2 separate regions of the Sus scrofa genome follow, and region 2 is linked to region 1. The links are chromatin contacts, called in public HiChIP or PLAC-seq maps. All regions are on one chromosome and are shown on one strand. Each heading gives the region's core, a stretch centred on a gene start, on an enhancer-like site or on the middle of the called end of the contact. The rest is flanking DNA. Distances are from core to core; before and after follow the strand shown. Region 1 overlaps ADTRP (androgen-dependent TFPI-regulating protein). Region 2 has its middle 66 kb from the start of ADTRP.

Evidence for each region. HiChIP or PLAC-seq counts read pairs in DNA pulled down with a chosen protein or histone mark.
Region 2: an H3K27ac HiChIP or PLAC-seq map of skeletal muscle shows a contact between it and region 1. The contact joins two enhancer-like sites. A contact is called at or near these places in 2 of 47 Hi-C or Micro-C datasets (liver and skeletal muscle) and 1 of 2 datasets of contacts at active chromatin or transcription factors (skeletal muscle).

What each region holds. Positions count from the first base shown.
Region 1 is chr7:8,241,024-8,244,774 of Sscrofa11.1, reverse strand. ADTRP (androgen-dependent TFPI-regulating protein) reads left to right here. Exons shown (of 5, transcript XM_021100192.1): 5 at 459-2,005. The coding sequence ends at 493. Among named protein-coding and RNA genes, the nearest start is that of ADTRP, 71 kb to the left of the region's middle. Within about 2 kb of position 1,879, at least 14 of the 83 cell types and tissues checked have an H3K27ac peak or open chromatin away from gene starts, as enhancers often do. A contact at or near this core is called in skeletal muscle, where this site is marked.
Region 2 is chr7:8,377,505-8,381,255 of Sscrofa11.1, reverse strand. No RefSeq gene overlaps it. Among named protein-coding and RNA genes, the nearest start is that of ADTRP, 66 kb to the right of the region's middle. Within about 2 kb of position 1,850, at least 3 of the 83 cell types and tissues checked have an H3K27ac peak or open chromatin away from gene starts, as enhancers often do. A contact at or near this core is called in skeletal muscle, where this site is marked.

The sequences.
Region 1 (3,751 bases), core at 630-3,129:
CACCCAGGTCAATAAACTGATTGGGTGAGAGGTCACAGAATGGCCCCTAATTAGGTGACTATCCACTCTTCTGCTTCCTTTCTCATTTGATATAGCCTCTTCATCTCTATCAGCAAAGTCTTAAAGTTTGTTCAAAGACTGTGTGCAGCCTACAAATACATGGCCAAAAGCAACAGTGATCAGTGGTTCACATGAGATATTCACAGCTGCATGATGCAAACTGCACCATTGGTCAGCTGGCCAGCTGTGAGCCAAGCATCAGATGGGATAGCAGAGGTGTCCCTTTTTGCCCTTGTGGCAGTGTTGGTGGCTTTTCAGAACTCCTTAAGCATCATGCCCTGGGAAAAGTTTCAACTTTCCAGTGTCCCATGTTAGGGTGAATGTCTACCCACACAAGAATGAACACCCATTAGGGAAACCCTGAAGGCTGAGGCCTCTTTCTGTTCTTGTCTGTGCAGGTGACATGATGCAGCAGAGGAAGAAGAGGAAGTGATTAGATGCTTTTCCAAGAACTAAGAAGGAAGAAAACACAAGAGTTTTTTTCATTTTTTTTTTCCCCCCTGGTGAGGGGACATGGTGGTGCAACATAGAAAGGCAGTAAGGACAGGGTATGATATTTAAATAAATAAGAAGGTTATGAAGGTAGCTTAATTTGAAGACTCCTGATTTTTTGAAACTTTTCCTGGACACACCCAAAACAACTCCAACTGTCTCAGAATTTATTACCTCTGTCTGACTTCTGCGGAGGATGGTCTGTGGTCAACATGTGGCTAAAGACCAAAGGAACTCATGTATATGCAGTGTTAGAGAATGTTTAGAGAGAAAAAGGGACTTAGGATCATTCAAACTCTTCACTTTCCAGAGGAGGATGCTGAGGACCTAGATGAGAAGTTACCTGCATGAGACCAAAGAGTTTGTATCAGAACTAAGACAACAGCTTTTGTCTCCCAGATTTTCTAACTCCCAGTCCTGTGCCATTTTTTTAATAATCCTAATTTTCCCAAAAAGAAGCACTTTCATAAGCTAGTTATTTTCATGGATTTCTCATCTTTTTTTTCTCAATCTAGATAGAAATGTAGGGTGGTGGCTGTTTCTGACGATGTCTAATATAATAGCAAATTAATTGGGGCAAAAATATTGAGAAATATGTTTCTCTTATAAGCAAGCATTTGGGGCAGGTAAACACTGAATATAGGGACATTGTCAAAATCTTTTCCATGAACATTAATTCATCAAATAAATGTACATTTCACTTGGGGAATAATCTGGATGGCAAATGATAATGACTGTGAGGACTGCTAAGACTGCTTTGGTACAAAGCTCTTTGCTAAATTAGTTCACGGTGTAACAAAGCTGATTGTCAGGTGATTAACAAGTGCATTCATAAATCCTGCTTTGATTTTCCCAGAGGATTTTTCTGGGTCTTTATTTACAGACACATTTTGTAAAGAATACAAATGACTAGTGGTAGGTAAACACCACCAAGTCTGTTGATGTGTCAATAGGCCCATGTAGGTTGTATGTGGATACCAGAGTAAATTGTACTTGGGCTTCCCAATTGAACATTACACAAGATAAATACACTGACACCCAGGGCAGTCTTGAAGGGTTAGGGAAGGGAGCAGAATATCCCAATGGGGTGGGCGGTCCAAGGGCCCACTACGACAGGCACCAAGAAACCCACTCAATCTCTACTCCTCTTCTAGGGTTACACAAATATGAGCCTTAAGTCTTTCTGAATTAAGCTGGGAACACCATCTCTTTTCCCACACCTGCTACTTCTTGATTGCTCCAAGCACCTGGTCTCAGCAGGAGCCCAGGAGTAGTTATCACACGGTGGAAATTCTCCAAATGTGAAGCCCTCAGGGGATCACTCAAATTTTTCCACACCCCAAAGATGACTCAGGCTGCATACTTCTCAGAGTCATAGTAAGCCCTTGGCTGGGATGAGCCTGCATATTTCTATTTGTGGCTTCAGTGACCAAATTAAACCCTGATTGCTGCATGACTGGCCACTGTGCAAGATCTACTCCAACACCACAAACACCTCAGAACCACTTCCCATTGAGCACATAAATAAGCACGCAGTGCTTCCTTGGTGCTGCTATAGCTTAAGAAAGGAGAAGCAAAACAAACAAACAAACAAAAAAAAAAACACCTGTAATGAACACTGATTAAACATACATTAAAAGGAAAACAGTATTAGCTGCCTGTGTAAGTCTGTTAAGTCCTCAGTAGTTAGAAAATAGCAAAAGTACAAACCAAATTATGAGAAAACCAACAATATTTGTACAGTGTCATGTAATTTAGAGCCACTCTCATCTCAATGACCTCATTTTATCTCCACAAAAGTCTTTTAAGTAGAAAATGTATTACATCCTCATTTTACAAATAGGCAAACTGAATTTCTGGTACTAGTGTGCTATTAAATGTTTAAAATCCAACTATCTGGAAAAAAGAAAATTTTAAGTTCCTGATTTATAATGTTTGCCCACTGCCATGGTATAAACACTCCAACATGCACTTTTTCAAGCTGCCAACATGTCCCTGGATGCAAAGTTAGGAAGAAAGACCGAGAATCACTGAATCCTCATAAGCCTGTTATGAGCCCACTCCAGCAAAACCCTGGAGTTCAGAGGAAGGGAAATGACTGATCCAGGGTCACACAGATGGTTGATTCCTGAGCCCACCTTCCTTTCTCTTTATTAGAGAACAAGGCAGGAACTGAACATCTGAAATACTTTATTTAAAAAAGCAAAAATATAGGTACAAGGCTGGACAAAAGAAGGGGTCAGGAGGCCTCAACTTGGTGGAAACTCTCACCTATACAGGCAGGGGGAGGAGCTACACTACTGCTGCATGGACTGGTCCATACCTGTAGTTATGTTCTGAAGATGCTATCTCACATGTGACACCAATTGTGAATCTGGAGAGAAGACTTACCTTGTTTGCCTAAACAGTACATTAGCCCCAGCCTCCCTGCAAATGGGTCATACATTTCTCAAGCTATTTTCAGCTCCTCTGCACCTACTCACTTGCAATACTTGTCATAACAGGAAATCAGTTTCATATACTGTAATCCCCAAGCACGTTGCACCTGCACACAGGGAACGTGGGGTGGGGGTGGCGAGGAAAGAGTGGGTAGGCTGGGCCTCCCAGAAGGCTGCCTGGACGAGCCCTGAACCCATCCCAAGTCTGGGTATCCCCACTCCAAGGGCACAAGTGTCAGAAATCAGAATCCACATCCAGACATTATTTCCCATTCTCATGCAGTTGGTAGTTCATTTTTTTTTTTTAATAAAGCATTTGAGTAGGCAGTAAAGCCAGTCAGAACTGTTTATTTATAGCTGTGGATTTTCAATGCTGTATAAATTAGAAATCATTGCTGAATGAGGCCTGCGCCCACTCACACGCAGGGCCGCTATCTGTGAGTCCTTTCACACAGTTTGACTATACACAGTCTAAAATGGGAGAAAATGACATGCTCTGAGTCAAATGACGGAGTCACAGCTAAACTGCAAAGCAGAAAACCAGCAATTATTTTTCCTCAGCACAATATGGGGAGTACGACAGGTGCAATTATCCAATATTATTTAACAGCACCGGTTTGTGGTGTAGGGAGAAAATAAAGGTTTCTGTGTCTTGGAGAGGAAAAAAAAGAGAAAAAAACCTGCCTTCCAGCTCCTGTTTCTATGGATTAGGCTGTGTTATGTAAATTGAAACTGGCCTGGATTCCAAAAATGGAAGAAGC
Region 2 (3,751 bases), core at 601-3,100, 140 kb before region 1:
ACACACGCCAGAAGTCACCCGCCCCGTTGACAAAGGGTTGTGATACAATACTGTTTCTTTTTCAAGTGAATACATAATTTTTTTAATGTTGAAGAACAGAGATAAACGTTGATACTACTCATTCTTCTACCTCACAATAGCATTTTTGTTCTTTCAAAAGATAATGTGCTGACACCACCCTCATTACAAATTTATTTCTTCAAGCTTTCTTTAATCTCTAAACAGCTATGGGCCAGATTTACCAGTAGGTTACCCCAGGTCTACGTACACATAGAGCTTGTGAAAGTATAATATTCTTTCATTCTTTATCAATGGAACTGGTCCTTCATCTATGGGTGTAAGGACAATGCACCCATAGATCACATAACTGTAAAATGAAAGCTGATTTAGAATACCCATGGAGAAGTTCCTGTCGTGGCTTAGTGGTTAATGAATCCGACTAGGAACCATGAGGTTATGGGTTCGATCCCTGGCCTTGCTCAGTGGGTTAAGGATATGGCATTGGCGTGAGCTGTGGTGTAGGTTGCAGATGCAGCTTGGATCCCACATTGCTGTAGCTCTGGTGTAGGTGGGTGGCTACAGCTCTGATTAGACCCCTAACCTGGGAACCTCCATATGCTGCAGGAATTGGCCCTAGATAAGGCAAAAAGACCAAAAAAAAAAAAAAAAAAAAAAAGAATACCCATGGAAATGTGAGGTAGAAGGATTATTTTCTACTTCACTGTCACCTTGGGTTTCAGTCCTTTTCATCCTGGAGTCTGCAGTATATTTGAGATTCTATCAAGATAATAACTCAGAGGCGGATCAAGATGGCAGAGGAGTAAGACGTCGCACTCATCTTCTGCCACAAACACATCAAAACAACACATCTACAGGTAAAATGACTTGCACGGGACATCTATTGAATGCTAGCAGAAAACTTAAACCTCCAAAAAGGGCAAGAAACTCTTGACATAACTGGGTAGAACAAAAGAAAAAGAGAGAGAGAAAAGGAATCCGGATGGGACTAGCATTCCTGAGAGCGAGCTGTGAAGGAAAAAAGGAATCCACGCCCTGAGAAGCCACCTAAGTGATGGAAGATCAGCCGAGACAGAGGGACCTCAAAGTTGCCAAGAAAAGTGCAGCAGCTGGACTGAGGAGGGCGAAGTAGATGAGAGCCGCATGGATCATCTGAACCACCCGCAGGGACGCCACAGCCTGAGATGCTCGGGCAGTGACTAGGTGCTGAGACTCAGGCTCCAGAGGTCCGTCCTGGGGAGAAGACTAGGGTTGCCTGTGTGGGGACAGCCTAAGGGGCTAAAAAGCAGTGTGCCACAGGCTGGAGAGTGGAACACCACAGCAGAGGAGAGGAACGCCATGGCAGATGGAATCCGGGAGAAGGTCTAGGCCCGCAGGAGAAGCAAGGCGACATTGTTGGGGAGGGTGAGAGGAGGAGAGGCAGGCCACCATAGGAATCTCCCGGGAAACCTGTGCTTGGGCTCTCGGGGAGGGGGGCACCTCTGGTGCAGGTTACAGTGGTGAGAAACCACTTGCCTGGGTAGAGACTGGGCACTTCTTGTGTGGGCTAAGGGCAACAGAGGGCTAGCTGTGATGTGGTGCCTCCTGCGTGATCTACAGATGGCAGGGACGGACTGCGGTGGTCGTCTCAGAGGCCATAGGGAGGTGTGGCCTGCCACCACTGGGGGCCCGTGAGTGGGCTCCACCTGAGGCCCCAGTCACCTCAGGGGTTGGCAAAAAAAAAAAAGAGAGGGCACTGAAACCAAGCACCGCACACTCTTGCTCTCACCCCCCTGGGAATGCACCTGCCCTGCAGCTGCCACTGCCAAATGCTCTGGGCAGCACCCAGACACTTGATCACTGTCCTTTCCCGAGACCCTACAACTAGAAGCAGCTGGTGCAGCACCTCCTGTGTGAGCTAAACAGGACAGGCACTTCTTGCCTGGTCTGCAGATGGCGGGGGAAAACCATGGCAGTTATCTCTGATTCCAGAGGTGGGTGAAGCCCACCACCACTGGGGTTCCCTGAACAAGATCCACTTGTAACTCCAACCACCTCAGAGGGCACCACAGAGGAGGGCACTGTGACAGAACACCACCTGTTGTTGCTCTCACTCCCCTGGGAGTATACCCGCCCTGCTGCTGCCACTGCCAAATGCTCTGGACAGTGCCTAGTCGCTTGATCACTGTCCCTTCCCAAGAACCTACAACTAGGAGCAGCTGGTACAGCACCTCCTATGGGGGCTAAGTGGGACAAGGTGCTTCTTGCATGGTCTACAGGAGGCAGGGGCAAACCACTGCAGTTATCTCTGACTCCAGAGGTGACCACTAGGGGTCTATGAACAGATGCCACCTGCAGCCCCCACTACCTCAAAGGCACCACAGAGGAGGGCACTGTGACCGAACACTACCTGTTGTTGCTCTCAGTCCCCTGGGAGCACATGGGCCCTGCTGCTGCCACTGCCTACTGCTCTGGGCAGTGCCCACATGTTTGATCTCTGTCACTTCCCAGGATCCTGCCACTAGGAGCATCCTGTGTAGCACCTCCTATGTGGGATAAGTGAGACAGAGTGCTTCTGGGTGGTCTGTAGGTGGAGGGGGCAAACCACCACAGTTATCACTGACTCCAGAGGTGGGTGTGGCCCGCTACCACTAGGGGTCCCTGAACAGGCACCACTTGCGGCCCCAATCACCTCAGAGAAGGGCACTGCAATTGAACACTACCTGTTGTTGCTCTTACTCCCCTGGGAACTCACACATCCCGCTGCTGCCACTGCCAAATGCTCTGGGCACCTTGTAAATCTGCCTAAGGCTCATTACCACTTCCCAGGGCCCTGCAACTAGGAGCAGCTTGTGCCACCTTCCTGCAGGTCCTTGCTGCTGTTAAGAGCCCAGCAACTGGGCACTGACTACTAGCCCTATCCATTGCCTCCTTCTCCCTGGAAATACATACACTCAGCACCCTGGGGATAACAGCCTGCTCACACCAAAGAAAGAGACAGCAAATATTCAAACTCCCACACCAAAAATAAATAGTAACCCCCTACAAAATACAAAGGAGTGCTCTTGCATAAAAGTAGTCCTCCAAGACTACAGTGCGGCTTCCCTAAACTCACAGAAAAAGAAAAACATAAGCAAGATGAAGAAGCTCAGAAACCATTCCCAGTTAATGGAACAGAAATCACATGAAGCAGCAAACAATGAAAGAGACCTCTGCAGTCTGACAGACATTGCGTTCAAAAGGGAGATAGTGAAAATACTAAAGGAATTAAGGCTGAATATCAAAGAATTAAGAGTAGATATGAACAGTATGCAGATTCCTTTAGAAATGAACTAGAAAATATAAGGAGGAACACAGAAAAATTAGAAAATTCACTTGCAGAGACACAAACTGAGCTAAGGCACTAAAGAGCAGAATGAATAAGGCGGAGGAACGAATTAGTGATTAGGAAGATAGAATAATGGAAATCACCCAATCAGAACAGCAGGCAGAAAACCAAATGAGAAAACACAAAAGCAATATAAGAGATCTATGGGATAATATAAAGTGGGCCAAACTATGCATAATAGGAATTCCAGAAGGAAAAGAAAGGGGGATTGAAAATATATTTGAAGAAATTATGTCTGAAAACTTTCCAAATCCAAAAGAAACTAATATTAAGATACAGGAAGCACAGAGGCCCCAAACAAGTTGAACCCAAATAGGACCACACTAAGACACATTATAATAAAAATGGCAAGAGTTAAAGATGAAG